Regions from separate parts of the Mus musculus genome. Here regions 2, 3, 4, 5, 6 and 7 are each linked to region 1. A link is a contact called in public ChIA-PET, HiChIP or PLAC-seq and promoter capture Hi-C data. All regions are on one chromosome and are shown on one strand. The core of a region is the stretch at or near the end of the contact, and the rest is flanking DNA. Distances in the headings are between cores, read along the strand shown. Region 1 holds the start of Gars (glycyl-tRNA synthetase). Region 2 holds the start of Scrn1 (secernin 1). Region 3 holds the start of Adcyap1r1 (adenylate cyclase activating polypeptide 1 receptor 1). Region 4 overlaps Plekha8 (pleckstrin homology domain containing, family A (phosphoinositide binding specific) member 8). Region 5 holds the start of Mturn (maturin, neural progenitor differentiation regulator homolog (Xenopus)). Region 6 overlaps Mturn (maturin, neural progenitor differentiation regulator homolog (Xenopus)). Region 7 has its middle 56 kb from the start of Mturn.

Region 1 (4,073 bases), core at 1,006-3,505:
CTTGGAGTTCAAGCCCAGCCCCTCTGGAGGTGGAAGCTGCAAGGTCAAGGTCATCCTCCACTACATGCTGTCTTTGAAGACAGCTTGGGAGACCAGAAACCCTGGCTCTGAGGCCACAAAGTAGGACCTACCTCAAAAAGAAACAGAAAAGTTATTTCTACCTCAGAAACCACAGCACTGAACTTTTTATAATCAGTTACATAAACCCAGGAATGTATTTTAGGACTCTGAAAAAAAAAAAATCTTTACCAATGCCTGTGCTCATCACAGTGTGTCCTGGTCATTTGGAGCTTCATGAATCATAATATACTTTAAAAAAAAAAAAAAAACCTTCATGATTGCTAATATCACCACTTATCTTATAGAGAAATTCTTGAAGCCCTGTGAATCTGTCAAGCTCAGACTTAAGAGAAACCAGTTTGAATTTTACTTTGGGGCACAACTATTTCTGGTAACACCCCCCTTCAAAATGCACGCCACTGTTAAGAGCGATCCTTTAACACCTCCAAACGACACCTCAGTAAGTCTTCAACTGCCCAGGCTTTACAATGAAAACGTGTGACATGGACTGCACTCCATTTTTCCATACATGTCCAAGAGGAAAACCGTTTAACTAGATGATCTTCAAACTCTTTCCAGTGACACTGGACTCAGTATGACTCAAATTTTCCACGCAACTAATCAGTGTATATGTACTTCTGGAAAAGTAGAAAAGAAAAAAGTCCAAACTAACTTAAATAAATTAATTCAACTATTGGGAAAATATCCCAAAGTTAAAAAAAAAAAAAAACCAAAAACCCTATCAAACAAACACATAAAACCAAAAAAACAAGTCAAAACCAACAACAAAGGACATGAAGGTCACACAAGCTGTACAGGAAGGCTCTCCATGATCAATGCGTCCTGAAGTTAACTACATTCAGTCTTACTACAGAGGAATACTATGTACTGCAGTTCCAGGCTAACGTGGCAGAGGGAGGGGTTTGCAGTGTGTGCTTTTTTTTTTCCCCCAAAATTAGATGTATTGTTCCAAAGGAAGGAGTTAGGTCACAACAAAACAACAAAGGAGTCACACATACATTTATGTGGGGAGTGGAAGGTGGATGGAGACTGAATGTACAGAACATACAATTAAAAAAAGAAAAAATAAAGCCCATAGTGAAAATCAAAATGAAAGCCTATTAACTGAGTCGGGCTCAAACTGGAGCAAAGTGGCAGAATTCCTCGAAGCTGCAGCACCTCAGCTCCAATGAATTATCCTTAAGACAGGATTCCACCCTCCTTAGCTAGACAAACGATTGCATCAGGCGCCAGAGCAGGCGCAACCCGACCGGTGTTTACAGCTAGTAGGTCATGGATGCCGGGCCCTACTGTAAGCTCTGGCTCTCACTGGGTGTGGGTATCATTCCAAATACTTTTCTCCTTTCCCTCTTAAGTCTGATCACCACCACTCAGTGCTACAGTAAAAAAAGGAGATCTGCATTAAATCCCCAGATTCTCCAGCTAAGAAACCTCCCTTCCCTTCCGCAAAATGACATTTTCAGGTGTTCCACCCTAAGAATGGATGACTTCACTGAGTGGCTCGGTCAGTCCATCTACAATTTCCAGCTTGATCCGAAAGCTCGCTGGTTCCAGACACTCTCTTCAGAAGGCAGAAAGATGACAGGAGAGGGATCATGAATTCGCATCAGTATTGGAGGGGGGTGGGGGGTCGACACCTCCCCATAGCCACGTTTCGACCGTGAGCCAGTCCTCAGGCTAAACACTGAAGCAAGGAAGATAAAGAGAAGGGAACGCTTCCCAAAGCATCCCCAAGACTAAAGAAAAGAAGCGCGCAGCATCAGCTTGCCGCTGAGCCGAGCCATCGGGGCGCTCAAAGAGGGAGGCGAAGCCTACGGCTGGATTCGGGGTACGCAGAGAGGGCACGAGGCCCAAGGATCACGGATGCCGACGCAGCGCGGGGACAGGGGAAGGACGGACAGGAGCGGGGTGCGGCGCGCGGCTGCGGGCGAGGGTCGGTACCTGCTGGCGCACGGCTAGCCGCAGTGGGGCCAGCAGCTCCTCCGCGCTGTCCATGCTGCTCCGGGAGGCGGCGGGCTGCGCGGGAGCGCTGAGGAGCCGCTGAGACGCGGACGCTGCGACCACTCGGGGCGGCGACAGGAGCGGCAGCGCGGCGCGGGTGGCTCTGAGCAGCGAGGGGAGCAGACAGGGCATGAGCACGCCGCCTAGGCGGTGCGCAGGGCGGCTACGGAAGCGGCGCGCGGCCCGCCCGGTGCATGATGAAATAGCGCAGCCAGGCCGCAGGCGCGCGCAGCCGCACTTCCCGCAGGCGCGCGCAGCCGCCGCGTCTGCAACCGCAGATTCGGCAGAGAACCCGGAAGGGCACCAACTTGCTCAAAAATGTGTGAAGAGGACGCTCCAGACAAATGCACAGAAGGACATGGCTTCTGAGAGTGCAGTCCTAACCTAGATGCCCGAGCACCTTTAGATCGTGGGCTTCTCTGTTGTCCCAGACGCTCGAATCGCCCCACTGGAACACCCATACTTCTGCTTCTTCCTCAGCCCATTGTTTAGAAGAGTATATAAAGTCACATAAAATCGGAACCTAGAGTTACTATAACTCTAGTGGGTCATGGTGATGCACATCCGTAATCCCAGCACTTGGGAAGACGAGGTAGGAGGATCGTGAGTTCAAGACCAGCCTAAAATACACAGTGAGCCTCTGTCTTTAAGAAACAAACAAACAACAACAGCAAAAACAAAAATATTGCTCAAGACCCAATGTTCCTCGGACTATTTATAGGAATCAGAGTTGCTGTTCTTCTCAGGGCATGCCAGTTAATTTGAAAGACAAGGTGTAGAGGCAAAGGAAAAGTGATTTTACTTGGATAACCACCTCATGGAGCAGTCAGGGGAACTCTAGCCTCAAAGCTCTTGCAGAAGTTATATAGGTTGGATGCTCCCAAACTTGTGGACACCTCACAGCCAGTCAGCCAGATGATGGGCCCAACCGGGAGATACCACCTTCCAGTTTCACAAATATCAAGAAGACCATCATTATCCTTGTGCTATTGTTGTGATTGGTTAGCTGGTTTTTTACACAGTGGACAGTCTAGAGGGCAATGAACCTGGCTCAAGGCCCTCTTTCAGAGAACCCAACTCCATGCAGTGAGAGACCACACGTTCTCAACTCCCAGAAATCTTTGATGCTGTTTTTTAGGGTGAAGAACCAGACACAAGGTAGTTACTAGTTTACCCAGTATCCCCAAGACAAAAGTTAAGCAAGAGGAGGTTTGTGACGCTCTTCATTTGCTTCCAAGTTGCTTTTACTGCCAATTTTAGGGATCACGCGTATTTTTATTAGCTTTACTGGATATAACACCTGGGGTGCTGTGGCAATCTTGGTGTTTTTCAGGAACTTGAAGGTGTAAACCAGTTTAAGTTCCTGGCCCTTTCCTGCAGCCTGCACAGATATCCAAGGGTGACCTTTTGAAATCTGGAGGCTTAAAATTTCACACTCAGAACATGCTATTGCCACCATTGTTTAGAAACATAGATCCAGTGAAGGGGTCCTGACAAAGATCGCTGATGCGTCCTTAGTCTTCACCTATAGTCACTTTTCTGACACCTCAGGCCACCCTGCTTCTTTATCTACAAATAACTCCAAACCCCAGTCTCCAGGAGTCAGGTCCGAAATTCGTTCTCATGGCTACATGCTTGGCAGTCTCATGCATATTTTCCCAGTGACTGGCATGATATGGGCCTGTTTGAGCAAGCCAGGAACAAGTCCAGACAGACCTTTACCCATGGTTTAGCAGCTTGCAGTGTGGGGAACCCATGGACTAATCCAGGCACAGACCAGACCCCTTGTCCCAGGGAATTGGCCCATTGCTGCTGACCTGCAAATTTCCCTTAGCAATGGAGAATGCTTCCTAGGCTTGGGAGACGGTTTACTCAGTGAGTAAATTTGGTGTAAGTAGCTGGGTGCTTCATTTCTTCTCTCTGGTTTGGAATTGGTGGTGAAAGTCTTAGTCCCAGATACTCTTTATTGCTTTGGCTGCCACTTCCAAGGA
Region 2 (4,073 bases), core at 698-3,197, 470 kb after region 1:
ATTTAAAAGATTTTTTTCCTTGTGGGCTAGCTCACAGAGGCCTTGTAATTTACACACAGCTAGACTCCACATGGCTGATAGAGGCCAGTGATTAAAGCCCTAACTGATAATTCTAGATTTTTTTTTTAAATCTGTTGGACTGTTCTGTTCCCTTATTTCTCTTTGTGTGACTTGAATGGAAGCAGAGTCTGTCCTGTACAAAGCCAAGAATAAAAATGTCTTATTGGTGCTTAATAAGTGCTACACCACGGTGGAATAAGCTTGTGTGGAGACCCGGGAGATAACAGAGACTTCAGAACAGCGGCTGTCAAACATCAATGCACAAGGGAAACCTGAAAATCTGGCAGAACTCAAGTTTCCTGGTCCCAGCTCTGGAGACTGACGTCAGAAGTTACCAGGGAGGCCCCAGGTCAAGCTCTTTAGGAGTTTTGAAAGTTATTAGCCACATGCATTAGGCTACACAGTTTATTGTTTGCAGTAAATAAACAAAGCACCTTTGTGTTCTAAGTCTGTGAACCAATGGTCTTTTCTGTAGAATCTATTGATGGTTCCTGCCACATTCCCTCATCCTTCTCCCACTGTCTGCTTCCTCACCTGACAAGCTACAAGCACACACTGATTTAAGAGGACATGGGAAAGTCTCCTTACCTGGTGGCCAGTCATCAGCTCTCTTCCCTTTGGAATCTCCTGTTACAGTTTCTTATGGATCTTTCCAAAAGTAGTCTAAGCATTTGCAAAAGGAAGTGTATATATTTTCACACACACACACGCGCACACACACACACACACACACACACACACACACACACTGTTCTGCACCTAACCTATCCCCACTTTAGCCTTTTACTTGGTATAAGTTGGAAGTCTTGAATTAGTACACAGACAATGATCTCATCTTTAAATCTTTAAAATATGCTGGATGGAATTCCATGGTATTTATAGGCTGAATTTCATTCAATCTTTTAGTTTTTGAGACAAGGTGTTACTATGTAGCCTTGTCAGCCTCCCTAATTGTGTGTACCACCACTGTGAGGTTTGGTTCTAGTCGTTGCTGACACAAATAATATGGCCCCCCCAGAATCCTCCTGCTCATTTCACACCCGTGTCCTTTCTTCTATAAGATGAATTCCAAAAGTCCAAAAGTGGAATCAGGTGAAAGGCTACATATGTTCTTATCTTGAGAGATATTGTCATACACACACACACACACACACACACACACACACACACACACACAAACACACACACCATAGAGACTATAAAACTTTGATTTGTGTTCATCTGATAACTGGAAAATACATGTGAATCTGCTGCTGCCCGCTGCTGCTACTCTCTTCCCAGTGGACTCTTACAGCCTTTTCTTATCGAGGTAGATCGGGTCTCAGCCCCTGAGGCGTTGTTATCAAAAGCCTTGAGGTGGGCATCACCTCTTTCCCTGTCAAAAGTTTATTAACCCTGGTGTGGAATCTTGCCTTTGTTACTTGCTGCATGACCTTGGTCCACAGAGTGTGAATATGCTGCATCGTCTGGTTTATGAGCACGATCACAATCGGTTAACATTAGGGAAGGACTTTGACACATTGAATCAACCAAATGAAGAATGCATATCTCTGCAGGGAATTCTCGCCAGGCACCAAGGCTCAGACTAGCAACCACACAGTAAAATGTTGCCAGGAGAAAGCAGGACCTGGCTCCTTAAAGCTCTGGTTCCTCCCTTCGAGAGAGTTTCAACCAAGAAATAAAAATCTAGAAAGAAAGGAACCACTTTCTGTTGAGTCCCGCCCCCTCTGCTGTTCTTGGGGGCTCCTGGTGCCCTCCCCTCCCAGGCGGGGCGGGCTCTGAGGCCTCAGCTGTCAAACACAACGAGTCCTGGGGCCCAGAGCACCGGGAGGCGGAGGGTGGGTCTGCGGTCGCGTGACCAAACCAGCTGTTAGCCGGGGGCTGGAGAGCCTGGAGTCTGGGAAACCGGAGCGCCGGCGGTCTTCTGCGCTACGGATGCAGAGGCTGTAACCTAGCCGCCGCAGCGCCCCCAACTCCGCAGTCGCAGCATCAGCACCGTTGGACCCGGCTGGAGCCGGCTGCTTGGCAGGTGAGCCTCAGGCTACGCGGGGAGCGCCGGGGCGCTGGCAGCTGCTCTTCCGCTGGGAGGTCACCACATTTCCCATTACAATTCTAACGCCTCGCGAGTGTGGACCAGGGAAGGGGAGATCGGAGGTTAGGTGGCCTCGGTCTGGCCCGACTTGAGATCAGGGACTTCGGGACGAAGCTACTGCAGCCTGGTCAGAATCTGCTCCTGCTCTCCATCCCGCATCCTTCCCGCACCTCCCTTTCAGTTTATAACCGGGTGCTGCTTTTTCTGGGCGCCGAGTTGCAAGGGCGCGGGAAGTGTCTCTGAGCTTCCCCGGGCCCCTGAGCTTCCCCTGGCGGCTCCTGCGGCTCCGTCTTGCGGCTAGCAGAGAGAGCCTGGCTCCTTCCCGAGTAATGCATCCGTGGCGCCTGACTAGGCCGCTACCCTTGGTCGCCGGGCGGAGTCCCGGTATCTGTGGTTATCCCCAAGGGCCAGTGAGCTGGCACCAGACATTGCTTCGCTCCAGGCCTCACCCCTGCACACTGGAATCCGGGTGGGGTCATGGCAGGTGTCTCGACCCTTGCTATCACTCCACCTCAGTTTACCCCTATCGTCTTGCTTTTTGTTTTTTGTCCAGGCAGAATTGCTAAATAATTGCTAATTATTTAGCGACCACAGTGAGGTCTGCAGGAGGATGAAAGGAGCGCCTGAATTTTAGAAAATCGGTTGGAATTTAGGAATAAAAATGTGATCACACCCATTTGCGTTTAAGGCAACTTACTATTTTCTGTCTCCCAAGTTGACCTGGTAGGGTTCTGTTAAATAGAGGTGTATTTCTGTGTAATTGTAGCTTGTTAAGTGCTTCTTCCTGGTTTTGTGTGTGTGTGTGTGTGTGTGTGTGTGTGTGTGTGTGTGTTTACTGTGCTTCACGCCTGCCTAAATCCTCATCACTTGCTGAGTAAACCTATGCTAATTCAAAATGGCAGCATGAAAAATCAGGCCAGGCGGAACCCTAGCAGACCACAGCCAACTGCAGCTGCCCCGGGCTTGAGCTGCTGAGAGAAACAGCAGGAGGAAAAGGCTCTGCTGTGTATAGGCAGGGAGTGTACTTGGAGCTGGTTAAAGCTGAGTGAAGTTGCAGTGCCTTGGGGAGCAAGTGGGAAGTTTAGGGAGCTACAGCTGGTTTCCCTAACTTGTCAAAAGCCTAACTGAAACTCTAATTTGGTCTGATTTTCTTTAGACCCATTTAAAGTCAACTGTGCAGAATACAACTGTGCACAGCTTACATACTTTTGTACCTTACGAGTGGCTTTATAAAGGATGGGCGTATCATGTAAACACCCTCCGGGAATAGTGCACACACCAATCCATACAGGGGATGGCACCGGAAGGGCTGATTTAGCCCTTCAGCACCCAGGCTCTAGGATTGCAAATTCTTGAAAGGTGACTCATTTCAGGATTTTTTTTCTTCTTCTTCATAAAGCAGCTTTTCTTTTGATTTTCACTGCAGGGCTGCCAGCCATCTTGTCTTTTAGGAAAGAGGAAGTGCTGCGTGAGTGAGGAAGCAGGTGCCTTAGGGATAATGAGCAGAGAGGATGCTATCTCTGAGGGTTAGGTATAGCGGAGCTGGCAGGCGCTGAACAAGCTTGCCACAGACAACAGAGAGGTTACATTGCAGGGCGGATGGACCACTAAGGTCGTACCTATGGCTGCAGCTGAGGAAGAGGACTCCTGTAGCTTTTTCCTCTTCAAAGTGCCACATGCTACCTCATAAAGTCTAAAGGGGAGAGCAGGTTTGCCCTGAATATCCGAGCAAAGGGCAGCAAACTGTAATGGATTTAAAAACTCAGGTGTTTAAGGGGCTACACCTCCCCCTGCCCACAGGCCCATTTAACTGACCGAATGAAGGCATGAAGGTGTCCATCTTAGGCTCAGCTCACCTTTTCTAGTGATGAAACTGCGTCTCTACGTAAGAACCACAACTTTGGTTGTAACCAAATCTTTG
Region 3 (4,073 bases), core at 866-3,365, 410 kb before region 1:
ACACACAAAACAGGATGTGAATGCGAGCTTTAGCCTGGCTCAGTCTTGGGAGTACAGGAAAAGGTCCTCCTCCAGGCTCACCACAGACATGTTTCCTCGATACACAGAGACAGACAGACAGACAGACCCTTGGGGATCTCAGCACAGATGCACCACCACCCATGAACCACTACTGATGGCAGAAAGTAGGAGGGACCACATCTGACTCCTGGTCACACCACACACACTTGTTGATGGATTGGTCAGAAGATCTGGCTCAAGGCCGGCTCCAGCATGTCCTGTCTTTAATTTGTGTGTTCAGAGTTTGGCTTGTGTCCAGACTGGGGCCTTTGCCTGTTCTTTCCAAGGTCAATGAGGAGCAGGAGTCCTAGGCCTGCACTTGGGAATGGGGGCTCCTCCAGCCTTACCTGCCACCATATCAGATGCATCTCAAGGCCTTCTGAGCAAAGAGCTACCTGCTATCCCTGGGCTCCAAAAGGCCTCATCACAGTACAAGTAACCCTTGTCCCAAACCCACAGCCACCCTCCAGCCTGCAGCTTGACCTTCCGAATGGTCTGCCTCAGTCCAACTGCAGTCTGGGGGCAGACTGCCTTCCACGTCCTCTGTATGGGCTCTAAATTCCTACATACCCTCACAGGAATGCACCTGAGCTGCCACAGGGAAAAAAAAATCCAAACAGATGCCTATTTCTCTCTCTTTAGGCCATGAGGGAATTATGGGACATACAGCCTGAAGTAAAGAAAAGTAGTCACAGCAGCCCTGAAATGGACTGAGGAATTAGCCAGACCCCCTCTCATGCCAAGGTGGTCCAGAAGGCTCTGGGTTCCTAGAACTGAAGCTCCACTCCCTAGCAGCGAGGGAAATGCCATCGCCATCCCCTTCCTGCGTGTTTGCTCCTGAAGATCTAGTTCCACGAACTGGTGCCTGGTCCCTTGCTCTTGCTGACAATATGATCCTGCTCCCAGTAGTCAGCTAGCTACTGCAGAGCCTGGGCCTTTAAAACAAACATCAGGGGTCTCGGAGGGGCCCACTACAGCAACCCCACTCCCACAGCGATTTTCCCCCACAGGCCCTGCAGGGCGTTTCCTTGTTAGACCACCAACCCCCAAGCGTCTCTTGGTCAACCTCTCCCCGAGCCCCGGGGAAAGACTATCCTTAGGATAGTCCTATAGCCGTAGGGCTATCCTTTTAAAAACAATGCTAAAGCTTATCTCTATTGGGGGCACAAACTAAATTGATCCCTATCTTATCTCCGCAGCTCATCCCTCAAACGCCCTGCAGACTGTAGAACCGAGTTCCCAAGAGACCCTCCAGCATTTCTTTCCAAATCCACGTAGGCGCTTTGGTCCGACCTGGAGACAGGGAGATCGAGCTCTGGGGGATCTCTGGCCGTAGTGTCATTCGTGCCCCTGAATGCCTCTTTCTGGCACCAGAAAAGGCTGAGACAGCTAGGCCGATACTCACTGAATGGTCTACAATAATGTGCTCCAAGCCACGGTCCGACACTTGGATGGAGCAGAGAGAAGCGTAGGCAGCCCGCGGCGGCGGGAGAGGATGGGCTCCGACTCTGTGCCCCGCGTTGGCCCTCGCTGGCTTTGGGTTTGGCAGAGCACGCGGCTCCTGGAGACCTCTGGGCTGAAGGAGGGGTCCAAGGGCCCCGCTGGAAAAGGGTCTGGCGCTGGGCGAGTGCGGAGCAGAAGGACAGGCCAGGAGTGGTCCTTACCTGATGGCCTCGGGGCTGGTCGGGACTGCTGGGCGCAGGGGCTGAAGGTGCAGGAGGACGCGCAACCCGCGAATCCGCGCCCAGAGCCGCACTGGCTGGAGCGTGTGCGCCGCGGAGCGCGCGCCGAGCCTGGTCTCTCGGTGCGTGTGGCCGCGAGCAGCCAAGTCTGTGTGTCCCTGCGCCGCGGTGTGTGCGTACTGCACAAGGGACCGCGCTGCTCCAAAGTCGCAGCCAGTCGCAGTCGGGAATCGGAGCGAGGCGTCCCTCGTCTCCTTTAGCCCACCCTGTGCCACTCGACCGGCTCTGTCCTGCGGGAGAGGCGCCGCCTCTGCTGCGCAGCCAGGCCCGGGGCCGAGGGAGGCGATAGACCACCGCCTCCCCGGCAGACCTCGCAGGCGGGGGGTGGGGTGCAGGCCAATGAGAGCCCGGGGGGCGGGGTTAGGCCGGGGGCAGAGATGGGGAGCTGGATGAGGACCACCGCGCTGACACAAGCCAGAGCTGCAGCAGGGACCCAGGGCGCGGAGGCGGAGGTAACAGCCCCCCTTTCCCAGTTCTGTCGCAGAGCTTCCGGGCTGAGTTGTGCCTTCCTCAGGGCTCACCACCTTTCTGTCCAACAGCAAAACATCCACTAGAGAAAGCCCTCTCCCTCTCTTCTCTGTGTTCCAAGCCTCCTCTGGCAACCTGCCACCTGAGCAAGTCCCTGGCCCTCTTTGGGCCCTCCTCTGCTCACAGTCAGGGGTCTAGAAGGGATGAATTGCAGGTGCCTATCTAGATGTCCTCGAATGTGACACCCCAGAGAACACCTCTATAGCCAGAAAAGGAGTAGAGGTGCTTACGGGAAGTCTGTTAAAAATAAATGAGACTGCCCTGCCAGCTCTGGGAGTTTGGGTGTGCGGCCTGATGTTTCTGAGCCTCCACTTCTTCACCTGCACCACATCGTTTCTATTTCTGGGCTCATGAGAAGAACAACATTGTGTAGGAACAGTCTGTGTGCCAGTAGCAAACTTGTACTAGGCTCATATATTCACTGATGCTAAACAAATTACTATTGTTGTTGGTGATATGGTGTACTCACCCTTCTTCTGGTACAATTTGATAAGCAGGAGCTTAATGAGCAGAACTCAGTCAAATAAGGTCACAGTGCCAATATCCTGCCACCTCCAGTTTGGCATAACTGTGTCCAGTCACAGCATCCTGAGTTCTTTGTATCCCCATCACTTAGTCTCAACTGGCTTCTGTCATTGCCTGTTCAGGCAAGTTCTGAGCCACCCTTGATGTGTGTCCTTCTGAAGAACCTTCAAGGAAGAAGAGGGAAGGAGAAAGAACTTGAGCCTTTTGTTAGCAAGGTCAGTCTAGCTGAAAACAAAAGGACAAGGAGATGGAGAAGACCCATGAATGGGAGCCACACAGAACCCTAACTGGTAAGACCTACATGATCATTTTACATCCGACTTCACAATGAAAACAGAAAGGCTAAGAATAGGAAGCAACCTGATGCTCCAGAAAGATGTATGGAGTGTCCTATATACAGACAGCAAGTTTATGATTCCCCACTTAGTCCAGGAAGCACTGGTCACCTCGTAGACAGCTGGCACTCGCTTGTGTTCTTTCAGGCCATGTTCCAAAGGAAGAGCAGTGGAGAATATGTCTTCTCTCTTAAGAGTGGTCAGGACCCCCTCTAGGGAGAGTACAGCTAGACGCTGGGCAGAAGTCAGCAGTCAATCAGGAGCAGCTCTAGAACGCACTGCATCTCTCTCTGGTCTGTTTTCCCAAACTGGAGGTCAGCTTCTCTACTTGGCCTCCAGCCTTGATGTAGGACGGATCAAATGAGATGTCACCTGTGAAAGTACTCTGCAAACTGCGAGACATTCAAGGGGAGGCAGGGCTGTTGATAGCCTCCACATAGGAAGTGGAACATGAAACATGGGACATTGGCACTAGGGGCTGCCAGGGAGGGGGAGATGCAATCACTTACCCACAGTAGATCAGATCACTCCACTACGGGAATCCTGACGCTTTGAGTTTGTGCATCCAGTTCCTGGCTCATTACATACTGCTGGTTCTTCATGTCTGTGTCTGGGAACCAGAGCCCTGCTTTCTGTTGTGTGTTAGCAGGTGCACATCATGGAATATGAGAAAGACAGTCATGGTGGGTGTCTTCCTCTATCCAGGCAACCAGCTGTGCAGAAAGAAATGAGACATTCATGTAAACCCACATGTCTTCCCTTTGCTTCACAGCCTATGGCCTGAAGGTGAGTCCCTGGCAGACTCCAGGTAGAGGACAGTCAGACTTACTACTTGTACCCAACCTAAGAGCCAGGTATGCCTGAAGTCATCCAAGAGCGATGC
Region 4 (4,073 bases), core at 586-3,085, 400 kb after region 1:
AGGTGCTGTCCTGTGGCTGTCACACCACCTCATCAGATTCCAGCCCGTGGATCTCATATAACGTGTCCAGTATGGCCAGCTGCTTTTCCATAGCGGGGAGGTAAAGGCTGAGGTCCCTCTGCATGCCAGCACTGAAAGCTTCTTTCTGGTGGTCGCCTTCTTTTATGGTTAGCGCAGCTACAAAGTCCTCATAGGATGGCGCTGCCCTCAGTGCTAACTGCAAAAGAGTTACTTGTGAGGATCGCAACACAACTGTCTCTTATACACTTACCCTTACAGACAGACAGATGCATGTGCGCACACAGACACACGGGGGCGGGGCGTGGGGGGAGGGAGGAACACTGAGGAACACAAGGGCATACAAAATATAAATGCCCTTCTAATTCTAGTTCACAAATTGCTTACAATTAGGTTCTAAGCACCAAATTAAGTAACTTCAAGACTAGAAAAGGCAGGGGTCTTCTTGGGCCAATAATGAACAATGCCACCAAGTCAGGGACTACTAAGAGACAAGGCTTTAGAGAAAAGCTCCCTTCTCATAGTTAGGATTCGGACTCTTTCTCCTTGAATCCTTGGTCAGTCCGTATGTACACCTGTCTGTTGGCATGCGCCTGTCTAGCTTTCCAGTACCTCTAATCATATCTCACTTGCAAACAACATTTCATGTGTCTTCATGTCTTCTATTATTTCTCAACATGGATAATATTTTCTCTAACCCCTTATGTGTTTTATAACAAGGAAGAGAACAAGTAATGGTAATAATGATGACCTGACAGGATCTAGACTTAGAAGATAAACTTCTTGGCATGCCTGTGAGAGAGTTTCTGATTGGCTGATTGGGATAGGAGGAACATCCATACATGTGGATGGCATTATTCCACGGTCTGGAGGCCTAGACTGATGAAAAAGAAGAAAACAGCCCAGCAGCAAACTTCATCTCTATGGGGCAATGTGAGCAGCTGTCTCAAGCTCCAGCTGGTAAGATGGACTGCACCCTCAATATCTAAGCCAAAATAAACCCTACTTTTAAAATTGCTGCTGTTGGCTATTTTACTGTAGCAGCGATAAAAGTAATGAATACGGAAAACTCATTCCAGGAAGGCATTGTTACTTGATGAAACTGACCTCTTGTGTATTGGATCTTTAGAACTGGTTTCCAGAAGAGTTTGAAACTTCAGGCTAGAAAAGCCTTAGGATGTTATAAGCAGAGCTAAGTGGATTGTTCTAGTGGGTGTTAGGAAGATTAGAATACCAAGTGAAATGTGTGCAGTGGAGGTCCAGGTAATGCAGTTCCAGAGGCAAACCAACTCTACTGGGAACTGGACTAGAGGCCATTCACATTGTATTCTGGAAAACCATCTGGCTGCATTCTGCTAGTGCCGAGGCTTAATTCAAAGGCAATGGGCTAATTTCATTGGCAGGAGAAATCTCCCTTAGAATAGCATCCAGGCTGTAGCAAGCTCTGATCCAGCTCTTCAGTCAGAGAACAAAAGGGAACAGACATGTGCTATTTGTCATGGAGAAAAAAATTCAGAGTTGTAGAGAAGGCTAGTACTGAGAAAGCAATTAGAATATTATAGAGATTAACACCATTAAAAAGAAACCTGAGACAACAGGAAAGGTGCCCAAGGGAATATCATACCCAACAAAAGCTCTATATTGTATAAGTACAAATTCATTTAAAAGGAGAGCCTGAATTGAGACTATTACTAAAGAAGTTCCCTGGTGAATAACTACCACCTAGGGAAGTGTTCCCCCAGGGTCAGCCTGTGAGGCACACAGAGGCCCATGCAATTGGGTACTGGGAGGCCAGGCTACATCTTGTTGCTGACAACAGAAGTCAGAAACACTGTCCATGTGTTACTGGCTTTACAGTCCTGACAGACACAAGAGTGAGGGAGTCATGGAGTCTTGACTGAGATTCCAGATGGCCTCTGAGCCAAGCTATGTGAGCCTGGATTCCTTGCTAGGATGCCCTGAGAGACTGCAGCATAAAGGCACAAAGCTGCAAATGCAAAGCCAAGTTGCAACAGAGAACTCAGGATATTAGAGACGGCAGGAGCGCGAGGTATCTGCGGCAAGTTGGAGGTATGGCTTCGAGGTGGCTCCAGAGACAGGCTCCGTGTGCTTTAGGCAGCAGAGCTGCAGCAATGGGTGCTGCCCAAGCACGCCAGAATGCAATGACTCCCTCAGGAACTCTAGATGCTCCATGTGCAGCCGCAGACTCCGGTGTTCTCCTACTGGGCTTTGGTCTGACATTGGTCTGACAGTCCCTTGTTATGTCCCAACTCTTCTCTTCTGAATTGTGATTTTTACTCTGTGACCTATTTTTTGGTTGAAAGTATGTAATTTGATTTTTTATTTTACAGAGTTTCAAAGTTAAAGAGATTTTCTGAGTCTCAGAAGAGACTCTGAACTTACACTTTTGAACAGTTTTGGAACTGTTAAAGACAACAAATTGAGGACTTTTGAAGTTGGACCAAATGCATTTTGCATGATAAGATGGCCAGGAGCCTATGGTGAAAAGGGTAGACTTATGATGGTGATACTGTTAACCTGTTAGGATCTAGAATCTCTAAGGGGACAACCTTAAGGGCTCATCTGTGAGTGTGTCTCAAACTTGGGTGAGAGACACGTGGTCACCATGACTTGCACTACTGTATGGATGGGGGACTCAGTCTGAATGAAAGGAGAAAGCAGCAGACTCCATCACTCTGCTTCTGAGTGGGGATGCAATGTGGGCAGCTGTTCAAGCCCCTGCTGCCTGGTTCTGTCATGATGGATCCTGGGGGCCCAGATAAGTTTTCCTTCCTTAAACTGATTTTATCAGGTATTTTGTTGAAGCAACAAGTAACTAATACACAGATAATGTTTCTTTTTTGCTTCTATACTGACATTTTAATCATAATATGAAGAACCATGTACAGTTTCTATCTTTATTCTTGTATGAGCATTTTAAGTCTCAGGAACGTGGGGGCCAGGATGAAAGCTAGGCTCACTCTGTGCTTCCCAACCATCTCTCTGGGTAGGAGACTTCCTAGGATCCGTCCTCATCTCCACTGCAGTCTGGCTAGTCTGGTTTAAAAGCTCTCAAAACTTCTCTTCCAAGTATCGCTAGGCTGGCTCTCCTGAGACAGCAGAGAACCTTCACTGTCCCCCTATACGTTGAAAGCCTTTGAGAATCCATCCTCATTTGTGAAGGAAGAGTGGCTTGTATCTTTGCATCTCAGATTTTTCACATACTCATTTGAAGACTTTAAGCAAAGTGCTTAGGTTCTTAGAACCTCACCTTCCTCAAGCATAGAAGGCAGATAAATATTTTTTTTATTTTAAAGATGAAGATCGTATAAGTGTTTTGCCCAAAGCCTGACACCTAATAAACATACAGAAGATAGTGTAAGTATAAAGGAAAGAGAGAAAAAATGAAAATAAGGCAGGCTGCACTCTAGGAAAAGAGAGGCAAGGCCAATGGTGAGCTCAACTCTCCAACCTGGCTGACAGAGAGCAGGAAGGTCAAGCAACAGCTGGGTATCAACAAGCTGGTGGCAGGACCTTGACTGGCATTTGTTCAGATGGGATGTGTTTGAGAATAAAAGTTCACTACTTGGCTGGCAAATGAGTCAAATTCCAGGGACGGAAAGATGTTTTCTCTGAGCCACTGAGATTGGCTAGTTGGCACATTAGAATAAGCCTTCCAAAGTACGGATGTCTTGGGGAGTAACTGTGAACTGAGGCAAAATGCCTGAAATCACAGGTTCCTTAAATACCATAAGCATCAAACACTAGATACTGTCCAACACCATCCATGACCAAAGATGGGTTATCTCTCTGTGTCTCAGGTCTCTGTTCTTAACAGGGAAAATAAGAGTACTCTCAGTGTTAGTAGAGCAATAACTTCATGTCTCTCAGAATGTGTAGTGTGTGATAAATACTCCAAACTGTAACCTGTAAATGCAATGTGTGGTGTTTGATAGGCAATTCCTTCAGCAGTCTATTTTAGGGAATAAGAATTTCAGTAAAATAATGTATGTGAACAGATGTTGTGCCACAGCTAAGAACAAACTTACAGGTGG
Region 5 (4,073 bases), core at 907-3,406, 360 kb after region 1:
GGGCCCTGCATATGCTTGCCTCACGATGCTGGCGGAACTCTGATGATCTGGACACCGAGTGGGGAAGAGAGAGAGAGTTAGGAGGTTTTTAGAATTGGGGCTGGAATCTGTCTTGCAGACGGCAGTGACATTTACAGCGATTACACTAACACAGGCTCCCAGATATGAGCACCACAAGCCAGGGGTACTCCCAAGCAGCCCTGCTTGGCATCCAGTGACAACAGGCTGCCACTTGAAGTCAGGTAACAGGAGGACATAGTTGTTTAAGCCTGGAAGAGAGTGATGTCCCCAAGAACACAGACAGAAGTGTGCACCTGGGGATGGCCGAACAGAATAGGGGCTAAGTACTGCTATATTCCTTTAGAGCCAACTACCTGTGCTTAGAGGCACAGTGCCATCCGTCAGATAGATACCTCTGACCAAGGAGAGACCAAGCCTTCATCAGTGTTTGTAACTATTTAAACAATCTTAAAGTTTGTAAACTGAAAGATGCTATATAATAGTCTTACTGTTAACAAAATTTCCAAATAGCAGAGATGCTACTTAATTCAAATTCCTTCAATGCTTAACAGATTTTACACACACTACACAAGTGTTCTAACTAAGCTACATTCTTAGTTCCAGGTAAGAGTTTATACAAAGATAGGGGGGAACACTAGGTCTCTGAACTTTAAATTTGCAGGACACTTGCTGTGCATCAAACTGCTAGGTCTACTTCAAAGATTGCCAGAGAACTGGTATTAGGAAGCTAATTTTGTGGGTAGGCAACTCAAGGGAAGACAAGTGAACAGAACCTAAATCTAGCTGCCACCCAAAACCAGGATCATATTTTATTGGGCAGATGTGCACCTGTCCTGTCCGGGTCTCAGGGATCCTAGGTTGAACTTCCCATGGATGGATGAGGTGTACGGACCCAGCGGGGTGGGGGGATATGTCCAGCTTTGTCATTTCACCTGATGAGCCAAGCGGTCGATGCACCATGCACCACCCCATCTTCCTCTGCTGCAGCAGCGCCTCCAGCCTCAGGCCATCGACCACACGATTACCCTCATCCCCAGCTGCCTCCATCTTACATTTGGGGACTATTATTTACAGTGCTTACAAACACTCCACGAAGCGCCATCCCTGCCCTGCCTACACACCTCCCATCACAACCGCGTGCTCTCAGTATCTCCTTCCTAAACTGTCAGCACCAGAATACCTAGTGGGAGGGATGCTGGCCAAAGGTATGGTCGCTGTAGTTCCTGGTTCTGGTCCCTCTGGACCTGGGTGTGTGGGGTTTTCCTCTGGAAAAGCCGAAAGGCCTCGGCGAGGACACAGTAGCCTCATGGCAGGCTAGAACCCGAATGGGCTACAAACACTTGCTGGCAGCTCATTGAGGAGCTAGGGAAGCAGGAGACCCGGGATAGGCGTGCCCCCGCGAACGCGCGCGTGTGCACGCGCGTGCATTTTTAAGCTCCAGGGCGTAATTCCGCAAAGAGGGTCCAAAAGATCTATCACTGCGGGTGTGGACAGAGGCTTTGTGTCCGTTTGAGAGACTCGCAGGCTGGAGAGGGGGCCCTGTTGGGAGGAGCGGCTGCAGAGTTGTGTCTGAGACCCCGAGGGGGACTGACACCTCTCGGGGACCCGACCTCGGATCCTGCCGCAGGGACTATGAGCCCCGCCCGGTGGGTGCCCCATAGAGGCTCCCATGGGATGCTCTTAGCCACGCGCCCGGTGCGCGATGGTCCGGTAGGTTGCCACACCTCCGCTCCCTGGCACCCTGGCACCCTGCCACCGCTATCCGCCCCACCCGGCCCCCCTGGAGGAGCTTGGGCAAAGCGGAGCGCGCCCGTCCCGTGCACTCACAAAGCTGTCGCCGCAGCCGTTGTCCGGACACAGTACGTAGAAGGAGACGCCCGGGTCGGCGTAGAAGTCCATCCTGCGCTCCGTCTCCTCGGCGGCGATGAGCTCAAAGGGCGTGCTGGAACACCACTTCTCCGCGACATCTGCCAGCTGCTGGAAGTCCATGGCGGCGCCGCCCGCGCCTCCTCCGGGGCTCACGGCTCCCGGGTCTGTTTACACCGCCCGCTCCGCCTCCGCCCCGCCCCCACCCCCACCGCCCGCCTTGAAAGGAACCCAAGCACCCCGGGGCCCCGCCAGTCCGGGGCCGCCCCGGCTCGTGACGTCACGAACTCTGGCCAATCCCCGGAGCCCTACTCGGCGCCGCCCGGAGCCCGGTGACGTCAGGGTGGGCGGGGCGCCCGTCTCTGCAGGTGGCGGCGGGGTGGGGCGGGGCTGGCTCCGGACCCCTGGTTTGGAGCCAGTTTGGAAGGCTTTCTCTGGAATCCGCTATAAACGCGAGGGACGCACCCAGAAGTACAGATTGCTTGGTCCTTGCCAGGGCTGATTGTAGAGGTGCTGCGAGCACCCGGGGAAACAGCTTTGCTTTCTACAGAAGCCAAAATTCGGTCCTCCCAGGAACCCAGAGTGTGTTTTCTAGACTGATTTGGAAGGAAGTGTACACGCACATCAAGCTGCGTGCTTCTTACAAATACCTTCACTGATTTGGCTTGAATTTATATTATATGACTTAAAATGGCCAACTGTTGTTTTGTTTGTTGGGTTTGAGGTTTTGTTTTGTATTTTGAGTTGCTGGAAAATTGAACCCAGAGTCGTGCTTTTCAGGCATGTTACCACCGAGCCACACCCCAACCCTGCTTGGAAAGCAAGGAGCCTGCCCGTTGACTACACCTGTTGAATGCTCTGGCTGCTGCGTGCCCAGCAGACACACTGGTTTACAGGGAGTAGAAGAGTCCTCGTCTGAACACTTGGCTTCCGGAAGGGACACATTAAATAGCATTCATTCTATAAACATTTATTCGTGGTTATTTTTAAACTGCGCCTTCTGAACCAGGAGCCTTGCTAGCTGGGGTGTAAACATGAATGAGCTGGGGTCTAAACGCCTCAGTAAGCTGGCAGTCTAGCCAAGGGGAGCCCAGCTAGTGCACCTGTTATTACAGGCAGAAGACGTTATTCCACAGTCATCTGTTTTGATCATTTCTGTGGCAGAATTTCCTTACGTTTATTTGCTTGTCTTTGCATTTGTCTTTAGACTGTGGGAGTGATTCTTCCTCTACTCCCTGACTTCTGAGGCTAAGAGAACCCACTTGACAGTGTGACTGGGATATGTCCTGGGAACCCCAGTTTCCACATCTGTGAAAATGGGTATATATTCATGACCTTATAGTTAGGGTTTGAGAAAGTGTGTGTGTGTGTGTGTGTGTGTGTGTGTGTGTGTGTGTGTGTGTGTGAAAGGAATAGAAATCCAGTGGGTTTTTCTACAATTTACTCATTTTTATCTGTATGAGTGTTTTTGCATAAATGTATTGGTGTGTACCATGTATGTGTCTGGTGTCCAGAGACCAGAAGAGGGTATTGGATAGCCTGGGACTGGAGTTACAGGCCTTTGTGAGCCACCATGTGTGTATCATCAAATCTAGGTTCTTAGGGAGAACAGCTAGATGCCTTAACTAATGAGCCATCTCTCTAGCCCTGGGTTTTTTAAATGTAGGAAATTTGATTATATGCCTAGGCTTATAGCAGTACTCATTGGTGTCCGATGTGTGAAGCAGTATTGATTAGCTTGACATTCTGTTAAACCAAGCATGAATGTTAAATTTTGGATGGCTGCTGATTTGACATGGCATTTATGTAATATGTGTAGAAATGTGCACAAGCTCGAGACTGTCTAACACCCAGAATGGATGCTGAAATTCAGTGGTGCATTAATTACACTCATCTCTCATGATCTACATTTTGACTGAAATAATGGAACAAGAGAGAGGGGTTATCTTTGTTATACAGGAGCAGAGTCTGGAGGAGGGCCAGCCAGAACACATCTGGCGAGGGGTTGATCACGAGGCTCCTCTGTGAGGGCCTTCATATAGCTTGACAGATAAGTTGAGGCAAACTCCTCTCTGCTGCCTCACTAGAGACACACATTAGAACAGAGGCTGCGTAACAAAGGACCAGGAAACTTGGTGGGATAAACTTCGGGCACAGTTTTGTAGGCTTAGAGTCTTAAAACTTAC
Region 6 (4,073 bases), core at 594-3,093, 330 kb after region 1:
CTTTATTAGGCACACCTTCTCAGTTCCACTCTCTCTGTGCCACCGTTTCAGGAGCCAGACAAGCATTGCTGGGGGCTTGGCACATTCTCCATCGTCATTTACCAGGAATCCCCAGGCCCTATTAGAAAGATAAGCAGAGCCCCAACCATCTTTCTGGGCATCTGTAGAAATGAACCTTGCATGCAGCCAGCTCAAAGGTGAAAAGAATGTGGTTTGAAATGGGGTCCTTCCCACTGCCGATGCACAAGGCTTAAAATGACAAATGTGCATTCCTGTCACTGGGGAAGCAAGGTGCCAGGTCTTGCTGGACTACACCTGGCTAAGTCTGGGCACACTGTGAAGGCTGACAAGTGAGTGTTGAACTCCACGGAACCTGACCCAGGTTGGAGGGCAGCCTTGTCTCCCTGCTTCTGTACTTTGGCTGAGGGGTTGGATCTCTGCTGCACAAATGTTCAGGGGAGTTGGAGGGAAGGCTCTCCATCAGGAAGAAAGGCAATAAGCACCTGCATGTCCCAGTGAAGGGCCATGAGGAGGACAGAGGGAAGGCAAGCAGGCTGTTTCCTTAGCCTTGACCAGGCCTAAGCATTCTCTTCAAAGCCCTTTCTTCTAGCTGCTTGCTAGTCTGTGCCAGGGCCTGAAGATTGGAAACTTTATTTTCATGTTGTCCAGCAGCAGACCTAATCTCTGGTCAAGGGCAGGGCAAGGATGAAACATTGTCAACATTCCATCCGGTGCTCAGGCCCTGCAGAGCTGATGAAAAGGACACTGTCCCATTCCCACCCCCTCATCCAGTCATGCTTAGAATGAAGGCAGAACCCACCTTACTGGGGAGAGTGGAGTAGTGGGCAGAGCTTCAGAGCTTCAGAGCCTCAGGGCCAGGTGGCCTGGATCTGAAAGTCAGTCCTTATGCACTTAGATCTGTGTGATGTTGTGAAAATTGCTTAATTGCTCGATGCCTCTGTTTCGTCATCTTGAAAAAGACAGTAGACAGACAGACAGACAGACAGACAGACACACACACACACACACACATCCCTACCCAAAAACTATTGAGAAAAGGAACGAAATTAAAAGAAACTTAGGATGTAACAATCCCAGCATTGGGCAAGCTGTGGAGACTTAAGTGTCCAAGGCCTTTGGCTACAAGGCTAGCTGAAAGCCAGGCTGAGCTATGTGAGACCCTGTATTTTTTTTTTTAAACAGAAACAAAAATGGTTTAGTGTGTAATAGGCGCATACAGCTAGAGTCTACTCACTTAGCACTGTTTAATTCATGAGAACAAGGACTGGAAAGTCACCAGGCTATTCTGGAACTAGGAACTACACCATGCAGTCTACACTCATTAGGATCAAAAAGCCATTGTCTTGAAATCTAATCAGTCAAGTCAAGTTACTAAGCTACAAAGTGTTAAAATGTTTTACTGGGGAGTCTGGGGAATATTTTCATGTTTCTGTCACTATCCTTTCTCCATGTTTGTGTCCTGGGTGTATTCCAGTCCCTGCCAAAGAGCCATATTCAATGACGTTTGACTGTGGTGTAGGTTATGTTTCCTTGGGAGGCAGGAACAAGGAAAACCTAAACAGACCAGACAACAGAAAAGGGGAGAAAACATTCCTGTGGAAGCTTCCGGGGGACTCCAGACGCCCACTTCCTTTTAGGACTGGAGACATGTCCTGTGAAACCTGAGGCATCCCTGCCTGAAGCTCTGCACCTTATGCTTGGAGTCCTGGTGTCCAGCAGTTTAGTCAGCCACGCCCATCTGATCCTTCCTCATCTGTCTCGCCCGCAGGCTCTACACAACCTGTCTTAGGTTCTCCTCCAAGCCCATGGACAGCGGCAGTGTAGGCACAGTAGCAAATCCCACAGGCTGACCAGCAGCAGAAAGTGTCCTGAGCTGAGTCTGCCCAGTACAAGATGTAAGCCAGCTGTTGTTTCAGCTGTCAATCGGCAGACCGTTTGATACACGGTCGAGGGAGCGCAGAGATAGATCAGAAAGACAGGGCAGAAAATAACTGGAGTCAGAGATTAGCAGGCTGCACTGAAGAATCACATTTTCGTCTCTTGTGCTCTGGGTGCCAACTGCCTTTCTGCCCCACCCTGGCTGGTTGCTCCCTGGGGCTGTACCAGTTAGGAGGGTGTGTGGCCTCTGCTTTAGGAAGTCCTTTGTTTATACTGTGCTGACCTCTAGAGGCTTCCAATTAAAAGACATCCCGGAGGACCCACATCACTTTGGCATCTACATCCACTTTGGGGCTGTTTCCCTAGAAAACAAAATGCTAGGTTCTTTTCACACTTCTTCTTTGGCTGCTAATCATAGCTTGCCCATTTTATTTTTATTTTTATTTTTATTTTTTATTTTTAAAACGGCACTGTTTTCCATTCCAAAAAAGGGGCAAGGTGCTTTAGAGACTCGGAGGGGCTTTGTGCCTCTTAGGGTATCAAAAGGAAAAGTATCAGCTGGTTCCAGGAGCATTTCAACCCTGCTTCCAAGCTACCAGACGGCTAATCCTGACAAACAAAGGAATACTTGGTCGACTAACTCAGCAGGACTCTGGGCTAGATACCCAGCCTTGGAGTCTCCAAATACTGGGGTGTGGGTTGTTTTTCCCTCATGTTGTGAATCCACCCATGTGTGCTCAGCAAGCCCTGAGGATATTGAGGTACCCACCACACCTGGCTGACTTCACAATGGAAACAAGAGTGTTTATTACGCTAGGAACCCCGTCCTACCATCTTTGCTGCAGTTTGAATCCTGTGATTTACTATAAAGAGAAGGGGTATTCGGCAAGGCAGGAGGACACCTCCAAGCGTTTGAGCTAATACACAGCTGTGGATCTTCCCTGGAAAGGGGATCCTGGGAAAGCATGGCCGGCGGGTCACCATCACTGCTTTATGGGACCTTGTGGCACTCCCTCCTCTACAGCAGGGCTGTGCAGGTGTTCTACTGATGCTCCTCCCCCAAGGGAAATCAGAAATGAGGTCCCCACGCTTACTCTTACCCATGAGAAATCAAAAGGATGGTGGGAAGCTGGGGGAGGGGGCGGTGGTGAGTAGCGCCATACAGACTGTCAAGGAGGGACCTGTCTAGGCCAGAACCTTCCTCCTGCCAGATGATTTCAGAGATTAAGGGCGGAGAGAGGAGAGATGAGTAAGGCCGAGCCTGTGTGATCAAGTCATAGAAACAGGAATTTTCTCATGATAAAAATCTGTCTCCATGGCCCTTCTGGAGCCAGTTTTTGACCAGAGGACCTTAGAATGTGCACACACAGCTTTCCTCTGGACTTGGAATCTTCGGTCAAGACCAAGGACCTCCAATGACATTAAACACCACAGCCTCAAGCTGGGGCTGCTAAGCCGTTTTCGAGTTTAGAGACCCCCTCACTGGAAGCGAGAGACTGGATCTTTAAATAAAGAATGAGACTTGGCTGTCAGCTTTCAGGGCTCCTTCTGACATGCCTTTGTCTAGTGAATCAAGGCAGCTGAGAGCAAGGTGCCGAGTGCAGGATAGAGATTGTTAATTGTGGCACAAAGCATTCCTCACTAGGTTTGCAGAAAGAAACTCTCCCATATGAAACCAGTACTAGTTTAAAGGGAGGTGACAAATTGCTAAACACTAGCCAGAGAGCATTTAGTTCCCAAACGCGTGAATTACCAATCTTCAATCCCACCTTTGATGTAACGGCTCCCTCCCGCCCCAGTGCCCTGGCTTTTCCTTTATAAATCACACACAGTGTTCTGTAACCCGAATCTGTGAAAAGAGTAAAGACGACAAATAGCACCAGGGCTGGAAGGCTCTTTAATAGCAAGCGTATGGTAATTACATCCTTGGATGTGGTCCTTGCTCTCATGGGAGGGAGGAGGAAGCAGATGGGACAAGGTGCAGAGAGAATTTACACAGTTCCCTCTGAAGCATCTAACAAAGGACACAGTTTTTGGCAACCCATTTCACAGTTTGTCATTTACAAGAGAGCTCTCTGAAAGGAAATACAGACTCAAAGAAAGCACACACATCACACAGGAAAAACTCACTGTCTAAAAATAAAAATAAAAAACAGAAACAAACAACAAAGTCC
Region 7 (4,073 bases), core at 679-3,178, 300 kb after region 1:
ACAGTCACAGTCTCAGGGACAAACAGAGGGGAAATAGCTTTTTCTTGGAGTGAGGACAAATTCCAAGTGTTGAACCTTGGGAAAGGATAACTCTACCTCCATCTCTGAGGCCTTAAATGCATAATCAGCAAGAAAAAAAAAGTGACTACAGAGCCCCTTGTAAGTTTGATTTCTATACAAGGAGACCTTGAGGTAAGGATTTGGCTTGGGTAGTGTCCTAGGGACCCAGGTGAGGAGTCAGGGAATAAGGGCTTGCAAGGATGAGAATCACTGATTTGTGGCCAGCGGGGCAACCAGGGACCTTCTGAAACACCGAGGAAAACGAACCTCAAGTTTGCTCCACGAAGGACTGAGGGAGCAGGGGTAGAGATGGAGGGTAGTGGGTGGGGGTGGGGGTGGTGGCACTCTGAGGGCAGCTTCCTTCTTGGAGGTTGGTACTCAGTCTAGTCTTACCATCTTCTTTACTTACTTTCTCAGTAGTTTGCCTTCCTCTTTAGTTCCGCCAGAAGCCCCAAGGGAAGATTTTAATGGCTCAGCTCAAGTCCTATGTCCATTTCTGAATCAATCACCACGTCTGTGTCAGCTCACATGCCCATCCTTAGAGCCAGGATGCCATCAGTAGATGAAATCAACTGTTATAAGGCTGTCCTCATAAAGAGCTGACAAAGAGCAGGAAGCATGCCTCCACTGTGTTTCTCCTCATGGGCCAATGGCACTCTCCTTCAGGACTTATGTCTGACATCACAGCTCCTTTGGAGTGTCTAGAAGCTGCTTCATGAGGCTGAGTAGGTTACTGATGCTCAGTGGTGTCTGAAGAGGAAACTCCACAAGGCAGCTCAAGGCTTTCTGAAGTGAGGGTTCTTGCTTTTCCCCCTCACCGAACACGAGTAGCCTTCACATTCATGCCTGCTTTGGCTCCTGCCGACCCTCCCTCCAGGTCCTGCTTATTTTTTTCCCTGGAACTCTAACTCTCTCTCTCTCTCTCTCTCTCTCTCTCTCTCTCTCTCTCTCTCTCTCTCTCAGATAACTCCCATGTAACCTTCCTTAGGGTCACTTTTTCTTCCTCAAAAGTTAGGATAAATTCTTCCTGCTACAGGCTTCCAGGGAGCTCCATCCTTCCCCTCGTTGAACACATCACCCTAATGTGATTATGTCTCATGATCCATCTTCTCTCCTGCTGTACCATTATTGAAGTGAGAATGGAGAAAGTCCTGTTTTGTGACACCACCCAGTTCTCCAACATCCAAACTATCATGCAATTCACTTTGATTCTAATACTAGCCAGAAAGTGAGAGAGTGTGTAGCTCTGCTGAGTTGAAATTCCACAAGTACCCCCTCTTGAACTGACAATCACAAGCCAGGGCATCCATAGTCTCACTGACAGGGTATAAAATCAGAGGTTCCCATCAGCCACTTCTCCTAGAACACCTCACAGGGCTTAGAGAAACTTAACTTCCGTTGTGTGGTTAGCATAGAAGACACTAAGGAGTGACACAAGGAGTGGATGAGTCACACAAGCACAATTCTACAAGGTCTCATCAGGTATGAAAGCTTTGCCCGTGTGGTTAGGGTGCATTTGCCAGTCACTTCCTTGTTGAGATCTCTATAGCTCTCAGTCTTCAGCTCTGACCTTCTCTATGCTGATGGAAGCTTTGGTGGGTGGCACTGAAACTTCCAAGGTCTCTTTAGTCACTAGACCGAATCTTAAGTCTATCTAGGGATCTCACCCCAAGTCACCTCATTAGTATAAACATGATCGAGATGCAAAGGAATGCATTATGAATAATGAACATAGCTATCATAAAATCCTAAGGAAGTCATGAGGAGCTCAGAACAAACGGGACACACTGGTCACTGTAACAGCTGTTTCCCTGTACCTACTACAATGCTTGGCACACAATAGGCATGCAGTATATGTTTTGCCACATGCATGAATGAGCTAACAAATTCATCATTTCCTTCAAGCCCAGGAAGTGTTCATGTGGGTGTGCCATAGCCCAGGCTAAGCCCTCTGTGTGGGTAACTGCAAAGGCTTTGTGCCAGCCCCCATCAGTTTCTCGGGTGGGTTTATGAATGTCTTTAGTGCCCATGATGGTTTGTTAATGGAACCCAGGAGAAGCAGTAGTCCAGGGGACAAAGGTGACAAAGGCTGCCTTATTCCCAGGCCAGCCTAGCAGCTCTTCTTTCTCCTACTGGGAAAAGAGCCATAGACAGGTTTCTAGGAACTGCACTGGCAACCTGAGGGCCACCTGGAAGGCAGCACTAATCGGGTTGGGCAGCCCTTAATAGGAGGAAGACCCACCCCACCCCCATCCTGCTCCCTGCTTCTTTCATCTTCTTCTAAGAAACTGGTTCCTAAGAGTGGAATAATATAATTCCCATTAATGAGTCCTTATCAGTAGTTCAGTAGTTAGGGAATGGTAGGAGATAGACTGTGGCCATACTAATGATTCTATTAATGAGTCTATTCTGCCTCTTTCCCATCTGTTGCCTACATTCAAAAAAGATATTTCTGTTATTATTAAAGGATACACACACACACATACATACACACACACACACACACACACACATCCTTACCCTCACAAGTGAGCAAACAGGATTTGTTTTATTGACAGTAATGCTCAAATACTTACAATCTTGATATAGTTCTATCTAATATATATACATTTTGAATATATTTTCATCCATTTATAGAAATGAAAATAAATGTTCAAAAATCCCCAAATTATAATCTTTCACATTTTCACATGTATATTTTTCTTCTAAGAATTCAAAACTTACCTTTAAAGGTCAATATATGCTATAATCCATGTTTGTGGAATGTTCGAGTGAAAATTATACAAATGAAATTATTTTAGAAAAAAAAAAACTCTAGCATTTCATGTCCATCTAATTGCTAAGTCAAGAAACGTGGCATCGTTATGTTAAGAGTTGCAGGAAAATGTTTTGAGTTAGCATTGCAGAAGTTTCCCAGTTGTCACTTGCATCTATGTAAATTCCGTGTCAATCTGTGACCACCCCAGACCCAACACCAGGAACTGAAACGCGAAGGAGAAGTGAAGCCTCCTCCTCCTCCTCCACGGGACCGACACTGTTGTTTGAGGATCTGCATCTCTGCTACTTAAGAAAGATATGACAAAGCTTGTCACTTCCTGTTTTCTGAGTTCTTTTGCTGTTCAGATCTTCCTTCCACCCCGAGAACCGTGCCTGCCTAAGTGAGCAGTGGCTGAAGTCCCAAGCCCCCCTGGTGTCTCCAGGCCATCCCTTTTGTCTCTAGGTATTACAGGACTTTCCCTGGGGAGATGTGCAAAAATCTCTTTTCTGCAGATACAGCACCAACGAAGCAAACAAACAATTCTATCCAGGGCCAGCTAGATGAATCAGTGAGTTTACTGAGGTAACCTACAGGGACATGGAGAGCTAAGCAGCTGGACCAAAAACCCTCCCTAAGCATGGGAGCCAGTTCAATAGAGCTACATTATGGGAGTCTCATCTCAGTTAACCTTCTATCTCCTACATAATTTAACAGCCCACCCAACAAGGTCCTTAGCAGCTGGAGCAGGATCATGTGCAGCTGGAGGCTGGAAAGCAAGAATGGCTAAAATCTCAGTGAGGGTCTGATGATGCCCCCTTCTCGGAGGGGATGTTATGGAACCAATCTTATAAGGGTTTCATGTGCATGACAGCAATGGCCATGCCAGTCCAGGAGACAGAGTTCTATCACATTAGGACATACAGCATGTCCATATATAGAAATCTAGAGCTCAAAGACATAAGGGGTGCTGGTCACAATAGTAGCTGCCTAGTATCTTGGGCCAGATCCTGAGAAATGGAAGGACCGTGTTCTTTAACATATTCTGTAAGTGGCAGATAGTGCCGATATTTGGTTTTGCACATGACATGGTCTCCATTGCAATTGCTCAACTCTGCTGTAGTGCAGCAACCAAAGGCACTTCCCAAGTCAGTCAGTGCATGCTCTGTGGTGCAATAGAACTGCATTTACCTGTGCAGCTGGATCTGATCCAATTAGCTCTTGGTTGCTATAACTAACAATGGCTCTGGGTAGAGCC

Evidence for each region. Promoter capture Hi-C pulls out the DNA fragments that hold promoters and counts their contacts. ChIA-PET counts read pairs in DNA pulled down with a chosen protein or histone mark. HiChIP or PLAC-seq counts read pairs in DNA pulled down with a chosen protein or histone mark.
Region 2: a contact with region 1 is called in a promoter capture Hi-C map of hematopoietic stem and progenitor cells. The contact joins the promoter of Scrn1 here to the promoter of Gars in region 1. A contact is called at or near these places in 13 of 39 promoter capture datasets (the HPC-7 cell line, cranial neural crest, embryonic stem cells and 8 more) and 8 of 115 datasets of contacts at active chromatin or transcription factors (the SCID.adh cell line, astrocytes, bone marrow-derived macrophages and 4 more).
Region 3: a promoter capture Hi-C map of hippocampal neurons shows a contact between it and region 1, with 3 times the contacts expected there. The contact joins the promoter of Adcyap1r1 here to the promoter of Gars in region 1. A contact is called at or near these places in 5 of 39 promoter capture datasets (the 3T3-L1 cell line, hematopoietic stem and progenitor cells, hippocampal neurons and 2 more).
Region 4: an H3K27ac HiChIP or PLAC-seq map of VIP interneurons shows a contact between it and region 1, with 5 times the contacts expected there. The contact joins the enhancer-like site here to the promoter of Gars in region 1. A contact is called at or near these places in 10 of 39 promoter capture datasets (the C10 cell line, cranial neural crest, embryonic stem cells and 7 more), 9 of 115 datasets of contacts at active chromatin or transcription factors (the SCID.adh cell line, T-cell acute lymphoblastic leukemia, VIP interneurons and 5 more) and 2 of 9 other capture datasets (adipose tissue and liver).
Region 5: a contact with region 1 is called in a promoter capture Hi-C map of pre-B cells, with 8 times the contacts expected there. The contact joins the promoter of Mturn here to the promoter of Gars in region 1. A contact is called at or near these places in 19 of 39 promoter capture datasets (the 3T3-L1 cell line, 3T3-L1-derived adipocytes, the HPC-7 cell line and 12 more), 11 of 484 Hi-C or Micro-C datasets (CD4 T cells, CD8 T cells, Th1 cells and 7 more), 28 of 115 datasets of contacts at active chromatin or transcription factors (the SCID.adh cell line, T-cell acute lymphoblastic leukemia, Th17 cells and 21 more) and 4 of 9 other capture datasets (adipose tissue, embryonic stem cells, liver and 1 more).
Region 6: a contact with region 1 is called in an H3K27ac HiChIP or PLAC-seq map of T-cell acute lymphoblastic leukemia, with 4 times the contacts expected there. The contact joins the enhancer-like site here to the promoter of Gars in region 1. A contact is called at or near these places in 1 of 39 promoter capture datasets (embryonic stem cells), 12 of 484 Hi-C or Micro-C datasets (CD4 T cells, Sertoli cells, Th1 cells and 6 more), 32 of 115 datasets of contacts at active chromatin or transcription factors (the 230-238 cell line, the SCID.adh cell line, T-cell acute lymphoblastic leukemia and 22 more) and 3 of 9 other capture datasets (adipose tissue, embryonic stem cells and liver).
Region 7: an RNA polymerase II ChIA-PET map of effector CD8 T cells shows a contact between it and region 1, with 58 read pairs. The contact joins the enhancer-like site here to the promoter of Gars in region 1. A contact is called at or near these places in 1 of 39 promoter capture datasets (cranial neural crest), 12 of 115 datasets of contacts at active chromatin or transcription factors (the 230-238 cell line, the SCID.adh cell line, bone marrow-derived macrophages and 7 more) and 3 of 9 other capture datasets (adipose tissue, liver and macrophages).

What each region holds. Positions count from the first base shown.
Region 1 is chr6:55,036,183-55,040,255 of GRCm38.p6, reverse strand. It overlaps Gars (glycyl-tRNA synthetase), which reads right to left and starts at 2,255. Exons shown (of 17, transcript NM_180678.3): 1 at 2,023-2,255. The coding sequence starts at 2,214.
Region 2 is chr6:54,564,256-54,568,328 of GRCm38.p6, reverse strand. Scrn1 (secernin 1) reads left to right here and starts at 1,947. Exons shown (of 8, transcript NM_027268.2): 1 at 1,947-2,089.
Region 3 is chr6:55,450,020-55,454,092 of GRCm38.p6, reverse strand. It overlaps Adcyap1r1 (adenylate cyclase activating polypeptide 1 receptor 1), which reads right to left and starts at 2,115. Exons shown (of 17, transcript NM_007407.4): 1 at 1,725-2,115.
Region 4 is chr6:54,636,928-54,641,000 of GRCm38.p6, reverse strand. It overlaps Plekha8 (pleckstrin homology domain containing, family A (phosphoinositide binding specific) member 8), which reads right to left. Exons shown (of 14, transcript NM_001164361.1): 14 at 1-217. The coding sequence ends at 20. Among named protein-coding and RNA genes, the nearest start is that of Gm34249, 18 kb to the left of the region's middle. Within about 2 kb of position 1,835, at least 6 of the 459 cell types and tissues checked have an H3K27ac peak or open chromatin away from gene starts, as enhancers often do. A contact at or near this core is called in VIP interneurons, where this site is marked.
Region 5 is chr6:54,679,707-54,683,779 of GRCm38.p6, reverse strand. Mturn (maturin, neural progenitor differentiation regulator homolog (Xenopus)) reads right to left here and starts at 2,156. Exons shown (of 3, transcript NM_001289740.1): 1 at 1,849-2,156. The coding sequence starts at 2,010.
Region 6 is chr6:54,703,556-54,707,628 of GRCm38.p6, reverse strand. Mturn (maturin, neural progenitor differentiation regulator homolog (Xenopus)) reads right to left here. Exons shown (of 3, transcript NM_001289740.1): 3 at 3,774-4,073. Among named protein-coding and RNA genes, the nearest start is that of Mturn, 24 kb to the right of the region's middle. Within about 2 kb of position 1,843, at least 86 of the 459 cell types and tissues checked have an H3K27ac peak or open chromatin away from gene starts, as enhancers often do. A contact at or near this core is called in the SCID.adh cell line, Sertoli cells, T-cell acute lymphoblastic leukemia and 7 more, where this site is marked.
Region 7 is chr6:54,735,331-54,739,403 of GRCm38.p6, reverse strand. No RefSeq gene overlaps it. Among named protein-coding and RNA genes, the nearest start is that of Mturn, 56 kb to the right of the region's middle. Within about 2 kb of position 1,928, at least 94 of the 459 cell types and tissues checked have an H3K27ac peak or open chromatin away from gene starts, as enhancers often do. A contact at or near this core is called in the 230-238 cell line, the SCID.adh cell line, adipose tissue and 3 more, where this site is marked.